2 separate regions of the Mus musculus genome follow, and region 2 is linked to region 1. The links are chromatin contacts, called in public HiChIP or PLAC-seq maps. All regions are on one chromosome and are shown on one strand. The core of a region is the stretch at or near the end of the contact, and the rest is flanking DNA. Distances in the headings are between cores, read along the strand shown.

Evidence for each region. HiChIP or PLAC-seq counts read pairs in DNA pulled down with a chosen protein or histone mark.
Region 2: a contact with region 1 is called in an HNF4G HiChIP or PLAC-seq map of pancreatic cancer cells. The contact joins two enhancer-like sites. A contact is called at or near these places in 1 of 39 promoter capture datasets (the C10 cell line) and 2 of 115 datasets of contacts at active chromatin or transcription factors (bone marrow-derived macrophages and pancreatic cancer cells).

The regions. Positions count from the first base shown.
Region 1 is chr11:83,816,036-83,823,337 of GRCm38.p6, forward strand. It overlaps Gm12576 (a long non-coding RNA gene), which reads right to left. Exons shown (of 4, transcript XR_388929.3): 3 at 4,273-4,408. Among named protein-coding and RNA genes, the nearest start is that of Gm38934, 8.6 kb to the left of the region's middle. Within about 2 kb of position 3,561, at least 39 of the 459 cell types and tissues checked have an H3K27ac peak or open chromatin away from gene starts, as enhancers often do. A contact at or near this core is called in pancreatic cancer cells, where this site is marked.
Region 2 is chr11:83,454,721-83,462,022 of GRCm38.p6, forward strand. The region is part of intron 1 of Mmp28 (matrix metallopeptidase 28 (epilysin)); the gene reads right to left. Among named protein-coding and RNA genes, the nearest start is that of Mmp28, 4.7 kb to the right of the region's middle. Within about 2 kb of position 3,416, at least 79 of the 459 cell types and tissues checked have an H3K27ac peak or open chromatin away from gene starts, as enhancers often do. A contact at or near this core is called in pancreatic cancer cells, where this site is marked.

The DNA of each region.
Region 1 (7,302 bases), core at 2,311-4,810:
AATTTTGCCACACAAGATTTGCCTGTCTCCTGAAGAAGTTACTGATGTTATTTGTCTCAAGGACAGACGTTCGGTGACTTAAGAATCTTTATGCGAAGCCGGGTGTGGTGGCACATGCCTTTTAATCCCAGCACTCGGGAGGCTGAGGCAGGCGGATTTCTGAGTTCGAGGCCAGCCTGGTCTACAGTGTGAGTTCCAGGACAACCAGGGCTATACGGAGAAACCATGTCTAAAAAAAAAAAAAAAAAAAAGAATCTTTATGCGGGAATGTTGAGCTATCTGGAATGAGGGAACCCAATTCCAACTCACTAGCCTGAGACCAAGTGGTTCTCAACCTTCCTAAGGCTGGGACCATTTAATACAGTTCCTCAAGTTGTGGTCACCCCCAACCATAAAATTATTTTTTTTTGTTGCTATTTCATAAGCTTCGCATGAATGAGTTAGTTGGGGGAGGGGTGGCGTTTGATCCCCCAGCACTTTGTAAACCAGATGTGGTAGTACTCATCTGCAGTCTCAGCACTTCTGAGGTGAAGGCAGGAGTTATCAGACGCTCAAGATGTTAAAACTAGGCTCCAGGTTTCTCCTTTTGTTTTGTATTTCATTTTCCATTCTAAAGACTAAAGGGTAACTACCCAGACAGGCTCCGGGCAATAACATTGTATATAACCGGGAGCTCTGTTTCCTATAACCTGAGCGACTAGACAAAAGTTCCTTCCTTCCCTCCAAACCATCACCCCTCTCCATCAACCAGCCTCGAAGGCTAGCTCAACTTCTCCAGACCCTGCTTGCATTACTTTGGGATGCCCAGGTCATCACAAGGATCAATACCAATTTGGTTGAGGCTACGCAGCTATTTTGATCTTTTCTGGAGCCTAGAACCTTCGCTGTCTTGAGCAGGCTTCTAGTTCTTCTGCAGAGGAGGACAGTCAGTTCCCAGACAGCTCAGGTACTCGTCATGGTTCAGGGTCCTTGAGACTGGGGATCCAGGCTGAGTCGACACGTCAGGACCCTCACCTCCCCGCACCCAAGAGCATTCATGGAGGGTAGCAGAGAGGCTGGGAGACAAAGATGGCTTTCACCCAGTGCCAGCTGCGAAGGAATGGCTGTGGCATGGTCTGTAGCCCTGAAGCAGGGTGCCGTCCTGTGACTCTGAGCTTAAAAATGTGTGAAATTTCTTTTTGCTGGGCATTTTACATCAAGCGGAACCTGTTCTCAGAGAAACATTCCATTTCACAGACCCTAATGGCTTTCCTCTGTGCCGATGCATTAATGAGGCTCCGGCTCATTCTAATCAGAAGGAAGCCATGCAGATAATTGCCTGAATTTTTAATTCAGAGTTATGATAGGAGAATCAAAGTCACACTGCAGTTGCTGAGGCTACCTCTGGTTCCAGCCCATTGACTTTTGCAATTTTCTTTGATTTCCCCCTCCCTGTCTCTTTCTCCCACTCCCACCTCTCTCTCTCTCTCTCTCTCTCTCCCTCTCCCTCTCTCTCTCTCTCTCTCTCTCTCTCTCTCTCTCTCTCTCTCTCCTCTTTCTCCCCTCCCCCCTTCTCTGTTCCTGGAGGCAGTTTCAAGTTGGGTGGCATAGAGAAAAACAAGGGCAGCCTTTAGGATCTTTCTACCTCCTCTTTTTTTTTTTTTTTTAATTCTTCCCTCCCCCACCATTGAAGGAGTTACTCTCTGATACACCTGTCACCCCAGGGCTGGTTCTGGGAGAGTGCTCTGCCATTGGCCTCCCCACTCGGGGTCTCCGTGCTCACAAGCAAAGACAGGAAATCTGCCGCGGGAGAGGACCTCCCTTGGCAATTTACCTTTCATTTCATCTCAGATTTTAGGGTGAGAGGGTGAGACTTAAAGGAGGAGGGGCAGGGAGAGACATCAGGTGGTCAGGGAGTTCTCAGCAACTGTGGGCTGAGCTGAGGGTAAGGAGGATGCCGGGGGTCCTTTCTGAACAGATTTACCTCCTGATGGTGACTACGGTAGAGAGCTAGAACCTTAAAAGACTTTCAGAACTCTGAGGACGTTCCAGTGGTAAAATGGGGTGAAGGCAAATTGGTCACACTATATATGTCACCACCCTGCTAAGGTAAACCACCCAGAGGCAGCACCAATGGAGGCTCCCTGACATTGGCCAGTTTCCTCCACAGCCTGAGACAGATTTGGCTGGGGGAGGAGAGTCAGCTTTCTTGGCCCAGGTCCAACAAGGTATTCTGGCTCTTCCAGGACAGTGGCTATTCCTGCAAAGGGAATTTCTTCCCCCAGCATCCCCTACAGCCACACAATACCAACAAATGTTTACATTTGAGGCCCCATCAGCAGAGCGAGCCTCAACTCTGACCTGATGCCCACGTTCACATGGCTTCCGGGAGCGGACTATATCTCCATACCTGGTTCTAGGAGATGATCTTACTTTCAAGAGACAGAAGGCATCTGCACTGTGTGTGAGCATCTTCTAGCTGCCAAGGGTTTCCCATGCCATTCAGCCATTAAGTCCTCACAAATACCATGTGAAGAAGATGTGGCCGTATCTACCCACCAGGAAGTAGGTGAATCAGCCTGAGATAGAAGTCTTGTTGCCACCTGCATCTTACTTCTCAAACGGAAGGTGGTGTTTGTTTGTCTGGTTTTGGACTTTTGCTTTGGCAGAATACACAAATACCTTTTAAGCGATTGCACTCCCAGGTCAGAGCAGTATTTCTGCTAACAGTCTTTCCCATTGCAAGATCCCAGAAATGACAAGGGGCAGTTACCTTTATTGCCCCATGGGGCTTTCTTTTCCGCAGTCAAATGTGGCCTCGTGCTTGAATAACACCCGTGTCTGGAGAACGCTTAAGCAGTTTCAGCCATACTCTGTCTTTTCTCAGACGTTAGGGACAAAGGGGAGAAGACTGCCACCTGCTTGAGACCAGGGGACTTCACCTAGACTCGGCTACTATACAAGTGCAAACCTCCACTGAACTTTTTACTATTGCTGCTGGTTTGTTTGTTTGTTTGTTTGGCAGGGTCTCACTGTGCCCCTGGCTGGCCTGGGACTCTCTATGTAGACGAGACTGGCCTTGAACTCACAGAGCTCCACCTGCCTTTGTCTCCTGAGTGTTAGGATAAAAAGAATGATCCACCATGTCCTGCTCTATTGAAGTTTTGTTTTTGTTTTTGTTTTTGTTTTTTTTTAAATAAAATCAGCCGTTTGGCTTGATGGTGCAAACGTGTAGTCCCAACACTGAAGAAACTGAAGCAGGAGAGTAGCAGGTTTGACTGTAACCTGGGCAATGTAGTGATACTCTGCCTCAAAAAAATAAAAATAAAAACAAGTTAGTATGATGTTTCATCTGTGTAACCCCAGTCTTGGAGAGCTGAAGCAGGTAAGTTGCTAAGGGCTCCAAGGCAGCCTGGGCTACAGAGTCAGACTTTGTCTCAATAATAATAATAGTAATAATAATAATAGTAATAGTAAAAAATTAGTGCCCATTTCTTTTCTAAAGGGGACATTTAAAAATACTTTTAGGCAGAGTTGGGTTTCATTCACTCAGCAAATATTTAATCAGCATTGATCATATTCCAGGCTGTGCCAGGCACTGAGGCTGATGGGAAGAAAGAGTCCTGCTCTCTATGAGCTACATTTAATGCTCATAGAAGTAAATTCTTATCCCACAGGATGAAGGCTGCAGCAGACAGAAGTACAACGTTCAATGAACATTGAATGGATGCCCTGAAATCAAGCTTACAAAAACCACTGTTTAAACTCCAGCAAAATCGACAGTCACAATCAGAACCTTGTCCCTGTGCTCAGGGTGTATCCATTCAGGGATGAGCAAGCGCATTCTAAACTTTGCCCCCTTCTTCTCCTCCTGAGCCATCTTTCTCCTGGCTCCTTGGAGACCCAGGCTGCTCCCCAGACCCTGTGCACTCCAGCTTCAGCCCTGTGAACCTGGAGTTAATGATTAAACCCAGCGTCGGTGAGGTGGCTGGAGGCAGAGGCTTCCTTGGGGTGAGCCAGGCAGCTCAGTCTTGAAAATTGCCCGGGTTCCTGGCTCTGCTCCAGCCTGGCACAGGCCAGAGACAGATCCAGCACCCACACCCACAGGCAGTACCTCCTCAAAGTCTTCTGAAACCTCAACACCATGCAGTCTCTAGCCCTTCTGGAGCAAACCTAAGGCACTGGGGGGCCTTCTGAGGGGTGTGTGTGTGTGTGTGTGTGTGAATGAGTCTTTAGGACAGATTCCAGTTCTGCTACCAATTAGCAGGGCGACCCCTGGGGCAGTCTCCTTACCTTTTTGGAGCTTCAAACTCCTCATCCGTAACAAAAGAAGACTGTGAGCAGACTGGGCCCTGTTCCATGCCTTTGTCACGAGCTGAGCTGTCACGCCGGCCTGGTACGTGCTATTTCTTCTGACTTCTCACTCATCCTTCAGGATGAAGCAAAGGTCTCACCATCTTCAGAAAGCCATCCCTGGCTTCCTCCCTGTGTGCCACCCCCAGCCTCCAGGCACTGCTTGCCCTCTCATGACACATCACTTCTAGTTGTCCCCAGCTAGACTGAGCTTAGGGAAGAAGTTGTTTATCTTTTCTATCCCAGCATAGAGTCTGACACTAAGTGTGAGCTCAGAAATGTCAGGTTTCATCCGATTAGAATTGTCTCCATTAGTGGAATCCATTTTAATATTTTTTTAAAAAAAGATTGATTGATTGACTGATTGATTGATTGATTGATTTAACACGTATGAGAGCTTTGCTTTGCCTACATGTATATCTGAACACCATATCTGTGCCTGGTTCCCAAGGTTGCCCAAAGAGGGTAGGACTACAGTTAAAGATCTTTGTGAGCCAACATATGGGAGCTGGGAATCAAACTTGGGTCCTCTGGAAGAGCATCCATTGCGCTTAACCACTGAGCCTTCCTTCCAGCCTCTACTTATTTTAATCTTTACTTCTTTGGTCCATGTCTCTCTTTCCACTTTAACAATAAAATCTTACTCACTTTATTTCCTTTCAGTTTGGAAACCCTCCATTCTACTTCTTGTCCCCCTCACTACCTTAGGTAAAGAACCCTTGAAATATTAGTGTAGTGTTAATATCTCCAACTTCTTTGAAATATTAGTATAATATTAATATCTCCAACTTCTTTGAAATATTAGTGTAGTGTTAATATCTCCAACTTCTTTCCCCCAGATGTAGAAACTTCAGTCCTTCCCAAGTTTGTACCATGTTATAGTTCTTCGGTGTCATCTTATTTTTGTAATCCAACAAAATTATTGTATGAAATAATTTATAGTCAATATTATTTAAATATGACTATACAATTATGTATTTATTTTTTGTTTGTGTTGGTTCTTAAGTGCCACTTCATATAGGATCAGCTGTCTTCAAAGCACATCCTTTAGTAATTCTCTCACTGAGGGATTATGACAGATAAGCTCTTCTCTATCTGAGAAAAGTCTTTATATTGTTTTCAGTCTTGACTACACCTTAGCTATGAATCTGTATGTGAGTGGCTGTTCTTCTTGTGCATTTTCAAGTTTACTCCCACTGGGTTCTGGCATCTTTAGTAGCTGATAAGAAATCTGCTGTCAGTCAGAAATGTGTTTAGAGGATAGATGTGGTGGGGCACAACTTTTATCCCAGCACTCAGGAAACAGGCAACTGGATCTCTGAGAGTTCAAGGCCAGGCTGAACTACATGGAGAGTTCAAGGCCAACCAAAGCTAGATAGTGAGCCCCTACTTCAAATAAACACACACACACACACACCACCCGGTTTTGTTTTGTTTTGTTTTTTGTTTTTTGTTTTTTTGTTTTTGAGATAGGATTTTGCAGCCTAGATTAGCCCATGTTGTGTAACAGTTTCCTTTGAGATTGAAACAACCTATCCTTCAGGGAAGCTCCTTAAACAGGAAGGTAAATAACTCAAAATAACTCCAGGAATTCCCTGAAACTGACCAGATTCACTAGGCTCCTCCCTGCCTGAGTAAGCAATTAAAAATTTTTTTTCAAACTTCCCTTTAAGACCTGGGGAAAGCCTGGCGGTGGTGGCACATGCCTTTAATCCCAGCACTCGGGAGGCAGAGGCAGGCAGATTCCTGAGTCCGAGGCCAGCCTGGTCTACAAAGTGAGTTCCAGGACAGCCTGGGCTATACAGAGAAACCCTGTCTTGAAAAAAACAAAACAAACAAACAAACAAACAATCAAACAGACCTGGGGAAAAGAACAGCCACCAACAAGATTCTCAGACAACCTGAACTGAAGCAAAAGCAAAGAAGGAGCCAAGCTAAATGGACTCTGAGACCGGACCAGTTGCCTGGGAGAAGCAGAAGCTGGCATGGCTGCCTGCAAGAGATGTAGACTAGAGTCTCTTGGAAAGAACATTCTCCAACCTGCTGAGCTGCCTGCAGGCTGTACAGTGTGCTCCGGGTTCTCAGCTTTGTGAGCTGTCATCCATGATAGGGGCGGGGAGGGGAGGCGATGATGCAGCTGTCTTTGAGTCATTTCTGCTTCTGTAAGTAGCCCCAATAAAACTCATGGTTTACTAAATAGGACTTTGGTGGTATCTGTACCTGAGTCTGTCATGGGCTCCCTATCTGGGATGAATAGATGGGTGTGTGCTGCATCTCCCTAGAAAAAGTTTTGTCACACAACAGCCTGGTATTTGAAACCCTCCTGCCTCCTCCTCTGCACTGGGACTATAGGCCTGCCTACCCTAGCTAACAAGGGGTCACCAGATCTTTCTTCATTTGTAACTGTTCATCATCTTTCTGGTCTCTTAAGTTTGGAGTTTCAGTAACTGTATTTTCTCTTTTAAATGTTCACCTCCCCCCCCCCTTTTTTTTCCTTTTTACTATTCCATTCTTGGCTTGCTTTAAATATTTCAAATACATATGTTTCCTAATCTCTTTCAGCGTATTCTGCTACCTGCTGTTCTGTCAATGGCAATCTTCTGCTGACTCTTAGCAACTGCCCATCAGAGTGCTTGTTCCTGAGAGAGACAGAGAAAGAGAGAGAGAGAGAGAGAGAGAGAGAGAGAGAGAGAGAGAGAGAGAGAGAGAGGCAGAGAGAGGGAGAGACAGACACAGACAGAAAGACAGAGAGCCTGGGGGTTAGGGACATGTTCTACCCTTGAGCTACCTTCCAGTTCAGCCCAGCTTGTAATTTTTGGTGAGTTCTTCTTCAGCAGGCACTTTCAGTACAGTTTCACCTCTGCTGGGCCCTGGGGAGTTCAGGCATATGAACCAGTTGCTTTACTACACAGCCTGGCTGTTGTGATTCAAACAGCACACCTTCACTCTAGATAGGTCAGGGTAGACATC
Region 2 (7,302 bases), core at 2,166-4,665, 360 kb before region 1:
TTGTGTCGCTCCCCACAGTCCCGCCCAGACTTTATCAGGGAGTTGGCTGAAGTTCTGGGACAGGGAGAGGAGGGGAAGTTGTGTGGTGGGGCCCCGGTTTCCTGGCTGGGCTGCACTGCTTGGTACTCTGACAACAAGTTGGGGCAGAGGCAGGTTCAGGGGTCGTTAGAGGGGGAAATGCTGGCCTCTGCAGTGGCTTTGCAGAGTTGAATTCCCATTAAGGAGAAAGAACACACGCCCAGGACACCAGCCAAGCTGAGGCACCAGAGAATGAGAAAAATGCATTTTAAGAATTTGACATTTTATATTTCCATAACAGCACTCAAGTATTATAATGGAGATCATCCAGATTTATGGACATTCATGCTTATGCATAACAACACATATTTAGACATTTAAAATGACATACGGGAAGGGGCCCCCTTGCGACTGTTAGTACTCTGAAGTTCTGGGCAGTAGAGGAGAGAGGCGATAGATACATATGCAGACTTCTGCCCCTGGAACTGTCCTAACCCTCTTTGCTATGTTTCTGTGCCTCAGTCTCTGCCAGGATTAGAGAAATGCCCAACCTTACATAGGAGAAAGACTAGCAGTAAGGTGGGTAGATAACTGCTCGACAGTGGGAAACAAAGGAGTCCCACAAGACCCAGACTGGTAAATGAACACTGGGCCTCATTCTTGCTCCTTTGGGGTCTGAATCTCTCCTCCTGGCTTCCATTTTCTGAGGCTTGGCTTGTGTGTCTTAGGGACTCTGAGATCTCCCCAGGGTTATCCCTTCCCCCACTTTCTGAAGGTGGTGCCCGGCAGCTCCTCCCTACCTGGAAGTTCAAGCAACTGTTTGTCTCTCTTCCTTGGTCTCTGCTTGCCTGTTCTCTCTCCTAGGTAGCCCAAGGCTCCATCTAAAGGGAAAGGAAGCTGAGGGCCTTGCCCTTTAGGTGATTCACTCTGTTTTAGCCTAAAAACTTGTGCCAACATGCCTGGCCTGTCTTGTGTAAGGATGGTGCCACTTTCCTGGGGAGTCATTTCTGAATGTCCTTGGGAGTGGCAGTGGTGCCTGGGTAAAATGAGCATGCTCACAGGCTGGGTGGGACCGCCACTCTAGAGGATCTCCAGTATGGGTCCCTACTTGTCATGAAAGGGTGTGTGTCTAGCTCAGCCTGTTTGGAAGGGGAAATTCTGGCCATTTCTGAGCTCGCTAATGAGGCAGAGTCAAGGACTGAGTCACTGGACTGAGAGTCGCTGAGTCCCTGCTGCTGCTGCTGTGTCCTCAGGCCTGTTATTCTCTGGACCTCAGATTCCCCTAACAAACGTAGGACTGGATTAGAGCCCTAGAGCTATCCCAGCCCTAACTGTCGTTGCAGATAAACGACCCGTGTGTATATACTCTGACAGAACTGTCTAACCACTCTGCCCCAGTAGACATCAGGTGGGAGACCACTGCCTGACTGCCCTCACCACAAACTTGAGTGAGATGCTCTGGGGAAACTCGAGGGACGTTGTCCCACTAAGAACGGAATTTTAACTTCTGTGGCCACAGGGCTTTACTGGCAGAAGGGACCTTTGCCAGGGCACTCTAGTCATCAGCCTCTTAAACACTCTCTGCATCAATTTCAGAAACAAAAATAAAGCAAAGAGGCTGGCAAGATGTCCCAGCGGGTAGACACTCACCACTGAACTGGACCTGAGTCTGATCCCCAGGACCCAAGTAATGGGGAGAGAGAATCGGCTCCTGTAGGCTATCCTTTGACCCCCACAGGTGCATAGTATCACAGTGGCATGAGCACACACGCACACACACACAGGAACATGCACATGCATGTACACACACGAAAGCACACACCCATACACATGTGCAAGTGGATGTGCGCGCGCGCACACACACACACAGCATTTAAAAATTGCAAAATGACAGATTCGTGCAGAAACCATATTGTTTTACTCATGTGCTAGGCCATCTACTTTTCTTCCTTTTCTTTCTCTTGTCAAAAGGGGGTGGTGCTTCTTGACGTACTGGTTGGCCTGGAACTTGCAGCAATCTTCCTGCCTCTAACTCCTGAGTGCTAGGACCACAGATGTGGACCGCCACACTGGGCTCCATGTCATATTCTACTTCTTATCCCGCACGTGTACCTCTAGCTACTAGCCAAGTTAAGATGTAAGGACAGCAGCTGGTGTTCTGCCTTGACCTATATAAAAAGGGTCTCTCATGACCAGGAGCCCAAGCAGTCCTTCAAACCTGCGGAGCTTTCTAGACGTTATGCCTCCTCTGAACCTTGTAGCCACCTTACAGGAAGATAGCAAGTACAGGCAAACTTACTCCTATGTTAAAGGACAGTCAGGGGAGCAGGCATCGTGTTGAAGTGACACTACCTAATGAGGGTAGACCCAATAGTTGAATCCAGACCCTCTGAGAACTAGCCCAGGGGTTGTGTTGACATCTACATTAGTGATCCCGCAGCTTCTATGTGGGGGTGTGGAGGAATGAGGTAAGCAGCTCTCCCAACCTGGACCTGGGAGTAGTGGCTCTCAGAGATACTAGAGGTGAAGCTGGGGTTTTCTTCTGCAAGGAAGTAGGGCAGACAGGAGGAACTGCTTGGACAGTGGACTCCATTGTTGTCCGATGGAGCCCAGGACAATCTTCTGTGCACACCCTAACAGATCAATTGACAAGCCACAGGTTCCCAACAGTACTGGACCGTGTTCTTCAAAACCGCCAATGTCTGCTTCAAGATTGTTCTGCTTCGCTGGCTCCTGCCTGGCCGTGGAGAGGGCGGGGTGAAGGGGGAGGGGGATCAGCCCAGCCTTCTCCTGTGACTCGGACCCAGGCTTTTCCCTCCCATCTGACTGACTCCTCTCCTTGACCCATTCCTGCCATTCACAAGGTTCTGTCCAAGTGTAGCCTAGATAACACCTGAAGGAGTTTTTCTTTTTTGACTTTAGGCAAGATGGAAATTATTGGCTGGCTAATTTCCATCAAGATTCAATCTTATTCTATCCCTTTCTTAGAGACAAAGTCTAACTCTGTAGCTAGGCAGGCCTTGAACTATTAATCCTCTTGCCTAAGCCCCCAAAGGGTTAGGATTACACTCTTTCTAGTGTAGAACTGCCTTTTATGTAGATGTGGTTCTTACTCGGTTTGCAGGGCTAAGTTCAGGGCGCCAGATAATGCCCTAGCCATGCCTGCGTTTAAAGAGAAGCTCAACGGATTCTCCTCACTGGGGTCCTGCTTCCACTCCACAGCTTTTTGATTTTTTTTTTGTTCTCAAGCTGGGCTGGTAAATGCTTTTCCATCGACTTGTGGTCCTCTGTGATCCTTTGGGACTTCTTCTTGCATTTCTATTTACCCTTTATTCATGAGTCACTATGCTGAGCTCCTGGGACTGGTTTCCACGCCCAGGCTTCTAGTTTCTGACTCACAAAAGTCAAATGAATGGCTCTGGGGTATGAGAAAGACACTACATCTTGGCGTCAACACTCTACAGAAGCCTAAGAAAGTCTCCGGAGAAATAAACAGTCCAGCTTCTTGTACTGCACACTGGGGGTTGCTGTGCAGTTATGGGGAGGTCACTGTGTGGAAGGCAGGTCATGAGATCACTTAGTAGTCTGGTTGTTGTAAAAAAGCTAAGGGTAGATAGATCCCTTGGGAGAGTTTGTCGCCTAACATAGGACAGAACCTGGCTGGGAATGGGGGCCAGGGAGGTGATGTCATTCGTTAACCCAGTCTTGCAACTCAGCGCTGGGGACCCTTCCTACTTAGGAGTATTGTGCGTAGCTCCAGTTTTCCTAACTGGACAACAATGAACTTGTTCATAACATTTTCAAAGCAGTAAATCTCCTCCCAGGCAAAGCCCACTCTGGAAAGCCCTTAGCTTTATTGCTCTGTGTGCACACAGGGAAACAGACACAGACACACCGGATACAGGAACAGATGTGACAGACACATTCAAGTGGACATGACCTACAATCCCAACACTGGGAGGTTAAAGCAGAAGGATTATAAGCTTAAGGCCACAAAGCTACAAAGCAAGACCCTGTCTCAATAAAAACGAAACAATACCTCCAAGTTAAACAAAAACTATACACACAGATATGGCTGCACAGGCAGGTGCTTGTACACACGAATGCACACACATACACATGTACATGCACACCCACACCCCTAAGAGATGCACAGCCACACAGGCACAGATAAAACAGATAAAACCAAGGATCTCCTACCTACTTATTAGACAATCACTTTACCACTGCGCAAAAATCCAGCTGCTTTTGTTACATATTTATTTATTTAATCTTTGAGACTTTTTTTGAGAGTTCTCTTGTAGCTTTGGCAGTCTGTCCTTGAACTTGCTTTGTAGCCTTGAACTAGGAGAGATGAGCATGCCTCTGCCTCTTGAGTGCTGGGAATAAATTATGTGCCACCAGGATACCATTGGTGGTTGGTTTTTTGGGGGGAGGTTGTTTTTTTCGAAACAGGGTTTCTCTGTGTAGCCCTGGCTGTCCTGGAACTCACTTTGTAGACCAGGCTGGCCTCGAACTCAGAAATCCCCCTGCCTCTGCCTCCCAAGTGCTGGGATTAAAGATGTGTGCCGCCACCGCCCGGCTGGTGGTTGTTTTTAATGTATATTTATTCTGCTCTTTGTTTTGTTTTGGGTTTCTTTTTTTTTTTAGACAGGGTTTGACTGTGTAGTCCTGGCTGCCCTGTAGACCAGGCTAGCCATGAACTCGGAGATCTGCCTGCCTCTGCCTCTTAAATGCTGAGATTAAACGTGTGTGCCACCATGGCTGGCTTTGTTCTACTCTTTATTGGGTTAGAAATGTTCAAACTCCCCAACTCCACAAATACCACATTTTAGACTGGGAATCCTGGTTTATGCTTGTAGTCCCAGCTTTGGGGAGACTAAGCCAGAAGTCTGGGCAAGCTTCAGAGTGAATCTGAAGGTAGCCTGGAGCTACAGAGAGAGACCTTGTCCTAAAATAAAAAAGCCCTCAATTGCCATCCCACCACATTTTATATGATTTCATTTCTACAGAATGTTCAGAATATGTAAATACATAGAGGCAGATCTTTGCAAGGCTTGATTTTGTTCTGGGCGTATGTATTACTTCCTTAATCCATTTCCGTACATCCTAAAGCCTATTTTAGTAACTTGCAGTTACTATTACACCAATATAACACGTCCCACTTTACACATTCCGTTTTCTACTTCACACCAGGCACTTCCAATTCAGTAATGACAGCATAATTATCTTTCCTACCCTACCCCCTAGTTTCTTGTTCTATTGTCAAACATCTTGCATGCGGTGTTACAGAGTCCAGTGTGCTGGGTTATTTAGTCCATTGTCTTTTAAGGAAATTCCAGTAAGGGACAATGCATTCTATGTCCACCCAGTTCTAAGCTTTGGTCTCACTAGACCATCTTCAACACTAGCGCACGGTATCACTGCAGCCTTGCATGGACGCCTGGGGAATTCAACTGTTGTCTATTTTGTCTGAGCTGGAGGACCTCTAACATCCTCCAGACCTGCTCAATTTCCAAATCTTTGTTTTCTGTCTCCAGTCATATTCCAGTTGTCCTCTGGTAAGCCCTGAATTGTCAAACTTGCACATGCCAGGGAAGTCCTCAGGCCCAGGTCTACCGTGAACCCCATACAGATTTACTGCACCCCCTTGAGCCTAGCTCCCTTCCTGGTGACACACTGCTCTGAGCACTCCAGCCGTTTCCACAGCTCTAAACTCTGGATTTTGCCACCGCAGTTCAGCTGGACTCTGGGCTCTGCCTTTGCTCTACTTCCCTGCGCTGCAGTCATGGAACTGTGTCCAAGCCAAGAACTGGGGATGTGGTGGGCTCAGCCTCTGAGCTCCCATCTGTGAGGGCTGTATCTCCCTCAGCGACCCAGTACTCTGGTTGAGAGCCAGGGTGTGAGACGATGTCCCCAGACATTTTGGAGTTGGGGAGAAGCTTCCCTGGTGAGCCTTATCTGAAAATTTGATCTATAGATTCTTTGAACTTAATAAGTACTACTTTATTTTACTAAATCTTAAATGGTAGTTCTGGTTTGGTTTTGTTTTAGTTTGGTTTGGTTTGGTTTTGATTTTTTGATACAGGACTTCATGTATCCCAGGCTGGCCTCAAATTCACTATGTAGCCAAGGATGACCTAGACTTTCTGATCCTCCTGCTTAGGCCTCCCAGATGCAGGGATTACAGGTGTGCATCATGGCGCCTGCTTTTTATGAGACACAATTTGTCATAGCCATAGTTACTGCAACACTATTAGAAGCTGCAAGTCCTCTGCTGCCTGTTGGAAATTTTATTCTGTGCTGCTGTTGGAGAGCCAGACTCCAGGCCATGAGCTCCAAAGCGGAAGCTCCGTGCTCTAAGATAACAATACAGATAATTCTAACATCAATAACACTGAGAACAACTTCTTTGTACAAATTCCTTTCAATGTACTAGGTAGTGTGGTGAGTGTCTAAGATACATAATTTCAACGAAACCATACATCAATCTTGTGAAACAGGCATTATGGGTGCCTGCTGGTTAAGTGACTTACCCTGGTGTACATGCAGGTCTGTAAACAATACACAGACACACAGAGATGCACACTATACATTTCCAGAGCATGTATACTTTTTTTTTTTTTTGGTTTTTTCGAGACAGGGTTTCTCTGTGTAGCCTTGGCTGTCCTGGAACTCACTCTGTAGACCAGGCTGGCCTCGAACTCAGATATCCGCCTGCCTCTGCCTCCCAAGTGCTGGGATTAAAGGTGTGCGCCACCACACCCGGCGCATGTATACTTTTAAAACTTTTTTTTTTGCCCAAAGCTTAAAATCCCCTTCCCCCAATTTATGTTAAACAGATCAAAAGGGACTCAGTCTGCTAGATACTAAGTTTCCCAAGCACACCCCAAGATGAAATTCTCACCATCTGGGGCCACCACAGGCATGGGCAGCAGAGATACGGTCTCTGTTCCTCTGCCAGGGATTGCCTAAGGGGAAGCGGGGTGGGACTCATAGCAAGACTTGGCTTTGTAGGCAGAAGCCTTCCCTGGGACCTTAGGACTCTTGATGCTGTAAGAGTAAATCCAGAGAGACAAGCGAATCCTTATATGTGAAAGGGGAGCGTTGCCTCCTCTATTGCAAAGGGAGAGCTGAATGAGCCCGAGAGGATTACCTGTCAAGACAAGGTCGTTTCCAGATATTCCCCAGCAGTGATGGGAGCTAGTGAAAATAGGAGAAGCAGGGCAGGGGAGCAAGTCTGGGCACAGAAGCTGGACTCAAATGTTGAAAGCTTATTCCCGT